Linked DNA regions of Capra hircus: region 2 is linked to region 1. Evidence: chromatin contacts called from public Hi-C data. All regions are on one chromosome and are shown on one strand. Each heading gives the region's core, a stretch centred on a gene start, on an enhancer-like site or on the middle of the called end of the contact. The rest is flanking DNA. Distances are from core to core; before and after follow the strand shown. Region 1 has its middle 40 kb from the start of IL20RB. Region 2 holds the start of STAG1 (cohesin subunit SA-1).

Region 1 (4,466 bases), core at 1,264-3,763:
CCCCCTCCTTCTTCTCCTCTGCCCTCTACCCTCGAGCCACAGTTGCCCTGTCACCTGTCCAGACCCAGAACTCAGGAATGACCCCTGACTTCCCTCTGCTTGCATCCCTCTCACAGCTAGTTCCCTTGCCCATCCACCTTGCAGGTTTATACAGGTATCCAGACATTTCCCTCAATTATCCCATTGTCCTCCCATGTCCCCAGAATCATTTATGGAAGCCTGACCACGCACCAAACATTTAGCTGGTCCTTGAGAGTAGAGGGGAGCCCTCCCCCATGGCTGGCCATTCCCTCTGCCCTGGAATACTGGTATTTTGACTCCCTGGCCTCTCCTCCGATTGATTTGCCCCTATCACCCGGATTCTTCAATGAGTGAAAGGGATGTGATTAGTAACTACAACAGGAATACTGACCATCTCTCACAGTCCTTGATGATGCCCAACGAGCGGACACCCCTGACCCCACAGTCAAGCACTTTTTTCTTAGTCCTGCCTTCAGATGCTACCAGGGTCCAAGGAACAAAATCCTGATTCTCTGAGGCTTACCTTTGGATGGTGGGGCCGGGGGGAGGAATAATAGTAAAATAATAACAGTGTTTATCATTATTAGGTGAGTTATCTAGAATATTGGGAGTGTGTAAGTCCTATGGGAAGATGACAAGATGGAGCAGAAAATGGAGGGGTGGACTGAGGGCAGATTGCAGCTTCCTCTAAATGAAAATAAATGGAAACAGAAGAACCACAATGCTAGTTAAGTCCTTCCACAGTGTGGGGGACTAAGCGCGTGTGTGTGCTAACTCATGTCAGCCGTGTCCTGAAGTGCAGGGCCCTATGGACTGTAGCATTCAACACAACCCTATGGACTGTAGCTCTCCAGGCTGCTCTGTCCATGGGATTCTCCAGGCAAGAATACTGGAGTGTGTTGCCATGTCCTCCTCCAGGGGATCTTTCTGACCCAGGAATTAGAACCCACAGTTCCCACATTGTGGGTGGAATCTTTACTGCTGAGCCACTGGGGAAGCTCAGATTAAGTGTGACTTTAGAGTAAATGGTTTGGCAACAAGTCCTTAGGAGTGTGCAGCCTCAAACAGAAACTTCACTCAGTATTTCTACTGTTTGTACTGACAGTGTATTTTTTTTTAAACTATTCTCTTAAGTTGTCACAGCAAGTAAATAATTATGTTATTTGGACAGGAAACTAGATTTCAGGATTAGTGAAAGGGAAGGTCAATGGTACACTCAATAATTTCAGTAGGAGCAGTGTACTACTGGTGGAGAAGGCAATGGCACCCCACTCCACTACTCTTGCCTGGAAAATCCCATGGACGGAGGAGCCTGGTGGGCTGCAGTCCATGGGGTCGCTGAGGGTTGGACACGACTGAGTGACTTTATTTTCACTTGTCACTTTTATGTATTGGAGAAGGAAATGGCAACCCACTCCAGTGTTCTTGCCTGGAGAATCCCAGGGACGGGAGAGCCTGGTGGGCTGCCGTCTCTGGGGTCGCACAGAGTCGGACACGACTGAAGTGACTTAGCAGCAGCAGCAGCAGCAGTGTACTACTGGAACTGAATTGAGTCTATCCATATGAACTCATGCCTTTATAAAACATTACATTAGAAGTAGATTTCCTTTTGGGCTTTTTGCCACCGAAGTGGCCTAGTTGCAATGTACCCTATAGTACCCTATATTTTGCCTTTTTTTTTTTTTTTTGCTATTTTTCTCTCAAAAGGAGCCAGGGTTTCTTGGAGCAATGTCTGATTCCATACCTGGTCTGGGGTGGAAATGAGCAAGATAATAATGCCAGGACATTTATACCTTGTTGCGCCAGAAGCAAAAAGCTTTAAATAGGTGGGTCATTCAAAATTATGCAAGGAATCAGTCTAAGAGAGGTAAGTTTGCCTCAGCCAAAGTTGGGACAATGTGAACATCAAAAGGCGAATACTGGCTGATATCAATGGGCAGACCACATTTGCAGTCATGGGTCCATAACTGTACACGAAAAGAGCAAATGTTAATACAATGAATTCTCAAAGAAGATGAATAAAATGTATTTCTACTGAGTCTTGTTATTGAATCCTATGGGGCTTGTTGACTCACTGTGTCTAAGAAGCATACCTGTAAATGTAAACTGGTAAATGTAGCTACACCAGTCAGAAGGCGTTCTTCTCCCCCACCCTTCCCTGGCCCAGGCCATGACCTGCTGAATGCCTGCAACAGCCTCCCCTTCCTGTCTCTGCACTTGCCCATCTCCTGTCTTTCCAGGGATTCCCTGGCAAAGCTCTTTTTTAAGTTCCTTTTACAGACTGTCTAGCTTCTGTGCTACCCTTCCCCATCTCTTAGATAATTTTTCTTATTTTTCTGTGCGCCCTGTTTTTTCCTTTGGCTAACTTCCTGTGGGTGCTCAGCGTTCTCAGTTTCCTTGGAATCTGGCCTGACTGGGTCCCTTTAGGGACCAGCTTCTGAGCCCACCTGAAGTGGGGAGCGCATCACGTCCACGGTGTCTGGCGCCACCTTGTGTTGAGTGCTGGAAATTCCTTCTTTTGTTCCCATTCGCCTGAAAGTGCCCTGGGCTTTCTGGAGAGAGAAAAGGAAAACTCAGGCAAATTTCCTAGAATGAAAACTGCAGAACTTCCATGGGCTTGGTCCCTGGCAAGCCTCCACCATCATCAGTGGATTTAGAATTTAGCAGACACCATATCCTCACTCGTGCTCAGAAGCGCTCTGCTCAGTGCTCCTGTGGCCCTCCCTCCTGGCTGGACCTTGGCCTCTGCCTCAGGCCTCTGGCTACCAGTCTTTCCTCTGTGCTGCCCTTCCCTACCTCTTTAAAAAACAGTTTTTGATATTTTCTCCTGTGTTCTATAACCTATCTCAGGGTTTAACTGACTTTTTTGGGTGGTGGTGGTGGGGTTTGTGTCCATGACAGGGGAGTCATGTTAAACCATTTTGGCACCCAGACTGTGACATCTGGAACTGGCACACAAGAGGTGAACCCAAATTACAGTTTTCTCTTGCTGGCTGTCAGGTCCTCAAGGATCAAACAAAAAAGCCCAGAAAAATCTATCTTCCCTGGAGGTGGGAGCACACACAGGTGGGAACAGGAGGGAAGACAGAGCCCCTTCTGCCTCCTTCAGTGAGGGGCCAGCAGCGCAGGAGCAGCAGTAAAACCCCCTGAAGGGCCCTGGAGGAAAACCTGAGACGTCTTGTCAGGCACCTGCAAAAAGCCCCCAAAGCCAAAGGAAAACTCTCCTATGGGAGGAGGTTCGTGTCCCCAGTCCCTCCAATGGAGCCCACTGGGGAAATTTTAACAAACAACCTTAAAAAACCTGACTGTTGAAAAAAATTAGTGCCTGTGTAAACCGAAGTAACCTCTACATTTGCTCCTGTGCTTTCAAATCACCCATCTACAAGGTGGCCACATATCTCCAAATTTCCTGGACATGACAGTAAGTCTTCTGCCGAACTGTCTACTGATGTTATTACCGGTTTCTAGCCTTAGGAGATCACACCCCAGAGCGGGGGACCCTTGATGCCATCCCACCTACATTACCCACACTGAAGGGCTTTCCCAGGTGATGCCCTGTTTCACTGAAGACTTTGGAATCTTGCACTTAGAAACAGGCCAAAATGAAATAGCCCTCAGGTTAAGCCTAGGTGGGGCTTCTCTGGTAGCTCAGGTGGTAAAGAATCTGCCAGCAATGTGGGAGACCTGGGTACACTCTCTGGGTTGGGAAGATCCCTGGAGAAGGGAATGGCTACCTATTCCGTATTCTTACCTGGAGAATTCCATAGACAGAGGAGTCTGTGGGCTATAGTCCATGAGGTTGCAAAGAGTCAGCCCTGGCTGAGCAACTAACACACTTAAACCTAGGTTATGGAGGGCCAGTGGGGTGGAAGAATTATGTATTTCAAGTGAGGAGTTTTAATTTAGCAGATGGCAGCAAGTAGATGCTAAAATTTTAATATGGGTACCTGTAAGCAGCTCAGTTTTAATTTATGACATAATCTCTTTGTCTGAGAAAGGGATTTGCCTCCTTTATCCCTCCTCTTTTCCTCTCTTTTTCCCTCCTGCCTTTCCTTCCTTTATACCTACTTCCCCTCTTTCTCGCCTTTCCTTCCCCTCCCTCTTTCCTTCCCCTCCCTCTTTCCTTCCTTTTTCTCTCTACTTCCTTTTCTAACAAAGTTTTAAACTCTGAAGGAGAATTTTAACTTGGGGTTGGCAAAGACGACCTTCAGGTTGAAGAACTGATAAGAAGTTTGGGTCTGAGGTGTGGTTCTAAATGTGTTGCCTAAAAGCCAAAAGCCCAGGCCCTAGAGATGGGTGCGGTGTTGGAGGTGGGGCAGGGCTTGGGTCTGCACTTCCCACCTACCCCAGTGGGCAGCACTCACACCCCTCTCCTTTCCACTCTTACCCTGCTTGGTTGTTAGAGCTTCAAGACTTGGGGGGATCATCCAAGGCCAAGCTGGGCT
Region 2 (4,466 bases), core at 1,328-3,827, 250 kb before region 1:
TGGTTTTTCCAGTAGTCATGTATGGATGGGAGAGCTGGACTATAAAGAATGCAGAGCGCCGAAGAATTGATGCTTTTGAACTGTGGTGCTGGAGAAGATTCTTGAGAGTCCCTTGGACTGGAAGGAAGGAGATCCAACCAGTCCATCCTAAAGAAGATAGTCCTGGGTGTTCACTGGAAGGACTGATGTTGAAGCTGAAACTCCAATACTTTGGCCACGTGATGTGAAGAGCTGACTCATTGGAAAAGACTCTAATGCTGGGAAAGATTGAGGGCAGGAGGAGAAGGGGACGACAGTGGATGAAATGGTTGGATGGCATCACGGACTCAATGGACATGAGCTTGACTGAACTCCGGGAGTTGGTGATGGACAGAGAGGCCTGGCATGCTGCGGTTCATGGGGTCACAAAGAGTCGGACACGACTGAGCAACTGAACTGAAGCTACTAAATGTGTGGTACCTCGCTATACATAAAAGGAAAGCTAATACAATCCAAAATTTTTCATTTTAGTGATAAGGAAAGTAAGGTTAAAACAGCGACCCCTCAAAGATCAAATACCTAGGAAAAGTTTAAAATAACTTCAGTCCTGGGCTCTCTTCCTACCACAGCCCCCTTAAGGTTTTAAGACAGTTATTCAAATCAACAGTACTTGCATACTGTGTTCAAAGGAAGCAATTCTAACAACATTTTCCATATGGAAAATAACAATTTTCCATATTTCACATCTATTTCAATACCCCTAAGTTTTGCCAGAATATCAAAACTGAAGTGGATATTGAGGAATTTCTAATCAAAGCAGCTTGGTTGTTAAAATGACCATTGATAGACCACCGGAGTAAACTTAATGTACGTTTTGAAATATAAAGAAAAAACGGTATCAAAACTCTGTCGGTTTTTTTAGTACTTTATTTAGATAGCAAACTACTTGTGTTATAACTATTCTCAAAGACTGAGAGCAAGTAAACAACCTTCCCGAACTTTTCGCTATTTCCTCCCTGGAGTAAATTTTTTTAGCCTGAATTTTTCGTACAGTATAAACATGAGTACAAGGTACACTATTCAATACAATACACAAGTTGTTTTTATTTTCACTGTTCTGAATCTTTATTTTCCTAACTGCTTCACCATCAGAATTTGCAATTTTCTTAAAAAGGCACATGAAAATCTAAAAGATGGAGTCAAATACCACGTTAAGTCACACAACTTTCTTTATGCCATGTCAAATACTTTCATAAACACTACGTTCGCGAAGAGATGAAAGAAAAAACTCCTCTCTAGTCACAATCACGAGAATAAACTATACACATCATCTTAACATCGACTAACAGCAAGTAATTCGCTATCGTCGCATACAAACAGCATTGTTTTGAAACTGTAAGTGCCCAAAACCATCCCCTGCTTTACACTCCCGGGGCACGATTCTCTGCAATATGAAGAGAATCGGTAACATTTCAAATGTAGGTAGAAGAGGTGACGTGACAATCCTAAAACCTGAAAATTTCTCAGTCCCCACAGCACCCAAGAAGCACCCAGTTTGGACTCTCCGATCGAGGCCCAGGTTCCACTCCAAGCACTCCCGTTTCCCAGCTCTTCACCCCGCCCCCACCCCGAGAAAGGAGGGAAAACAACTTTTATTGGCCTCGTCTCCCGGGGGGCTGGAAAACTAGCGGGGCAGTGCTCCGGCCTGCACACGTTTCTCAAGGAGGCCTCCGTCGGGGGCGGGGAGGGCAGATAGCGGGAAAGCCCGGCTTTGACATCCCCTCTGCCCCAGGCGCCAGCCCCCCGCTCCTCCCCATTGAGAAGAGGCCTGGGCCGGTCGCCTCGCCGAGCGACCCCCAGGCCCCTCAGCCGAGGCGAGCTCGTTGTCATGTGACGACGCCGCCGCCGCTAAAACACCGCAGAAACGCAGGGCGGCGGATGGCATTCGCACCAGCCCGCCTCGGCCCGGCCCCGCCGGGCGCGGGCGAGTCCCGAGAGTCCGAGCGGGGGGGCGGAGGGCGGGCTTGGCGGCGGGCCCGAGCGCGCCACAAAGGCTTCCGCGCCCGTCGCCGTAGTGCCCGAGCGGGCGGGGGCACAATTTTCGGGGCCCGCGGGAGGGGTGCGGAGCGACTAGGGTTCCGGGGTGCCCGCCGCGCCCACAGCCGTCCCCGCTGGCGCCCGGACGGCCGGCGACCGCCGCGCCCCGCACAGGCCTGCGCGGCCTCCCTCCCCCGCGCGGGGCCCGCGCCCGGCCCGCCCGCTCTCCGCTCGCGCTCTCTCGCTCTCGCCCGGCCTCCATCTTGGATCGGCGCTTCCAGCCCCCGCGCCGCTGCCGCCGCATTCCCCCTCTTTCCCGCCCCCCGCCGCCGTCGCCGCCGCCCGCGCTCACCTCAGCTGCCCATCCGGGCACCGCCAGCCGTCGACCTAGTTTCCCCCCAAAAGTCTCCGGTGTGTTATTCCCGATGTGGGGGGGTTGTTACGGGGTGGTCGCCGGGGGTTCGGGAGCGGGGGCCGCGCCTTCAACGGAGCTGCAATCCTAACCCGCCATCTGGTGGCATTTTCCACACGCCAATGGCGCCGCTGCAGACTTGGGTCCGGACCGCCCTCTGCTGGCCGCGGTGCTTACTGCTTCGCTGACGGGACGGGCCTACCCGGAAAGGGGAGGGAGCTGAGGCGCGAGCTGGGGGCCGCGGCGGGGACGCGCGCGAACGCTTTCCTGTGGGGATTGCGCGCACGCGCACCAGCGGGGCGGGAAACGTGGCCGCTGCGTGGCGGCCCGGAGCGCTGGCCCAGCTCAGCCAATCGCAAGCGGCGCATACCTCTCCGTGAGGGGGCTGTGGATGGTTCGTGGGCCGCCCAAGGCAGGCGGAAGGATGGCGGCGGTGGCGCCTGCGCGCCCCGCTAGCTGAGTTGCCGCCCGCCATTTTTGGAGCTTTTCCGAGACCTGGGAGGGAAACCCGCCCCTGGCCCCTTCACCGCGGCCCCTCCCCAGGTCGCGGGACTAGCGCACCCCCGCAGCCCCGCCCGGCCTTGCTGACCCCATCCCCCGCCTCTGCAGAAAAGCGCCCAGCAGAAAAGCGGAGGGGTGGCAGCGCTAAACCACGCTCCCGCCTCTTCTGGTGTCAACCAGGGCCTCAGAGCTTGGCATTGTACGAGCGATTTATTGTCTACTGTTGACGAGGTGCTTTCCCGGGCGAGGGTGAAAAGGTTTTGAGAGCTGTTTGGGACCTCCCTCGCCGTGCATCTAGACGCAACACTGTGCGCCCCAGGCCGATTGGCGTCGTCACTACCTCTAAAGCAGATCCTTTCCGTGGTGCCGGCTTTGCATAAGGCGGCAGCATTGGCTAGTTAGTGAGAAAAGAATGTAAGTAGATTGAGAAAATAAAGCCTCCGCTTTGGAATCAGATTTCTCCTTCCACAGCCTAGGACTCTTCTCAGTAGCTCTGAAATGGACGGGAGAATCGTAGCCGTTTAGCTGCCAAAAGGGAAACAATTGACTAGCGTGAGATCATGACCAAAATATGCTTTTGAATGTTGCCTTTTCCCTACTCTTCCCCCCCACCCCCCGCCTCTGCCTGATCGTGGCTTCTACCTTTCACCCACTCAAAACTTTCAATACAAAAGTGAATCCTTAATCTCCCAGGTCATCAGCCCCATTATGACTAAATTCTCTTGTTACTGTAGCCAGCCAGCTCTATTTCTGTATTGCCTTAGAATCGCTCGACTCCTTTATAGTCTTAAGGGTCAGTCTCCAGTAAATTATCCCTATTTCTGATTTCTCTCTCAAAGGTCACACTGTGTGGTTTTTCACTGGAGGAAGCCCCAGTTCTACCTGGATGGCTATGAAGTCGTGACCACACTCCCACTTGATATATATATAAACTCATCTTTGGATGAATTCCTATCGTATTCTCTACAAACTGTTTCTCATTTTCCTTGTTAAGGTGCCAGTCCCGATCCATACTAATAGATAAAATCATCTGGTCAACAGGGATCAGAGCCATGGAATTCCAGTTTGATATTCTCTCCATCTTAAAATATTTGTTGACACGCCGTGTTCATGACCTTTCAAATTCTCACCAAATTAACTCATTCTCCCTCTCCCCTTCTCCCCAACATCAGTGCTTCTTCCAGGACTACCTATGTCGTCCATTCCTTTTCCTCCCACCACTACTTTCCTAGGATCTTATATCTTCAGTATCGTAGCCATTGACTTCTTTCTGTTTTTCAACAGTTTCCAAGGGCTTTTTAAAAATGTGTACTACTACCTCCAGTTACTGTAATATCAACCTTCTTTTCACTGTCACATTTCTTAAAAGAAGTAGTCTCCTGCTTCCATCTTATTCCTTACCTTTTATCAATCTAACCCATAATGGCAAACTGAATTTACACTTTAAAGTCCACAAGTTCTAACTTTCAACCGTTTTCTCATCCTATTTTTCTTGGCACACCCAATCCTTATCTCCTTCTTGAAACCCTGTGCCACC

Evidence for each region. A called contact is a pair of places that touch in the nucleus more often than the background predicts.
Region 2: a Hi-C map of blood shows a contact between it and region 1, with 6 times the contacts expected there. The contact joins the promoter of STAG1 here to the enhancer-like site in region 1. A contact is called at or near these places in 2 of 5 Hi-C or Micro-C datasets (both in blood).

The regions. Positions count from the first base shown.
Region 1 is chr1:131,761,753-131,766,218 of ARS1.2, reverse strand. No RefSeq gene overlaps it. Among named protein-coding and RNA genes, the nearest start is that of IL20RB, 40 kb to the left of the region's middle. Within about 2 kb of position 2,513, at least 1 of the 5 cell types and tissues checked has an H3K27ac peak or open chromatin away from gene starts, as enhancers often do.
Region 2 is chr1:132,013,346-132,017,811 of ARS1.2, reverse strand. STAG1 (cohesin subunit SA-1) reads right to left here and starts at 2,577. Exons shown (of 34, transcript XM_018050852.1): 1 at 2,369-2,577.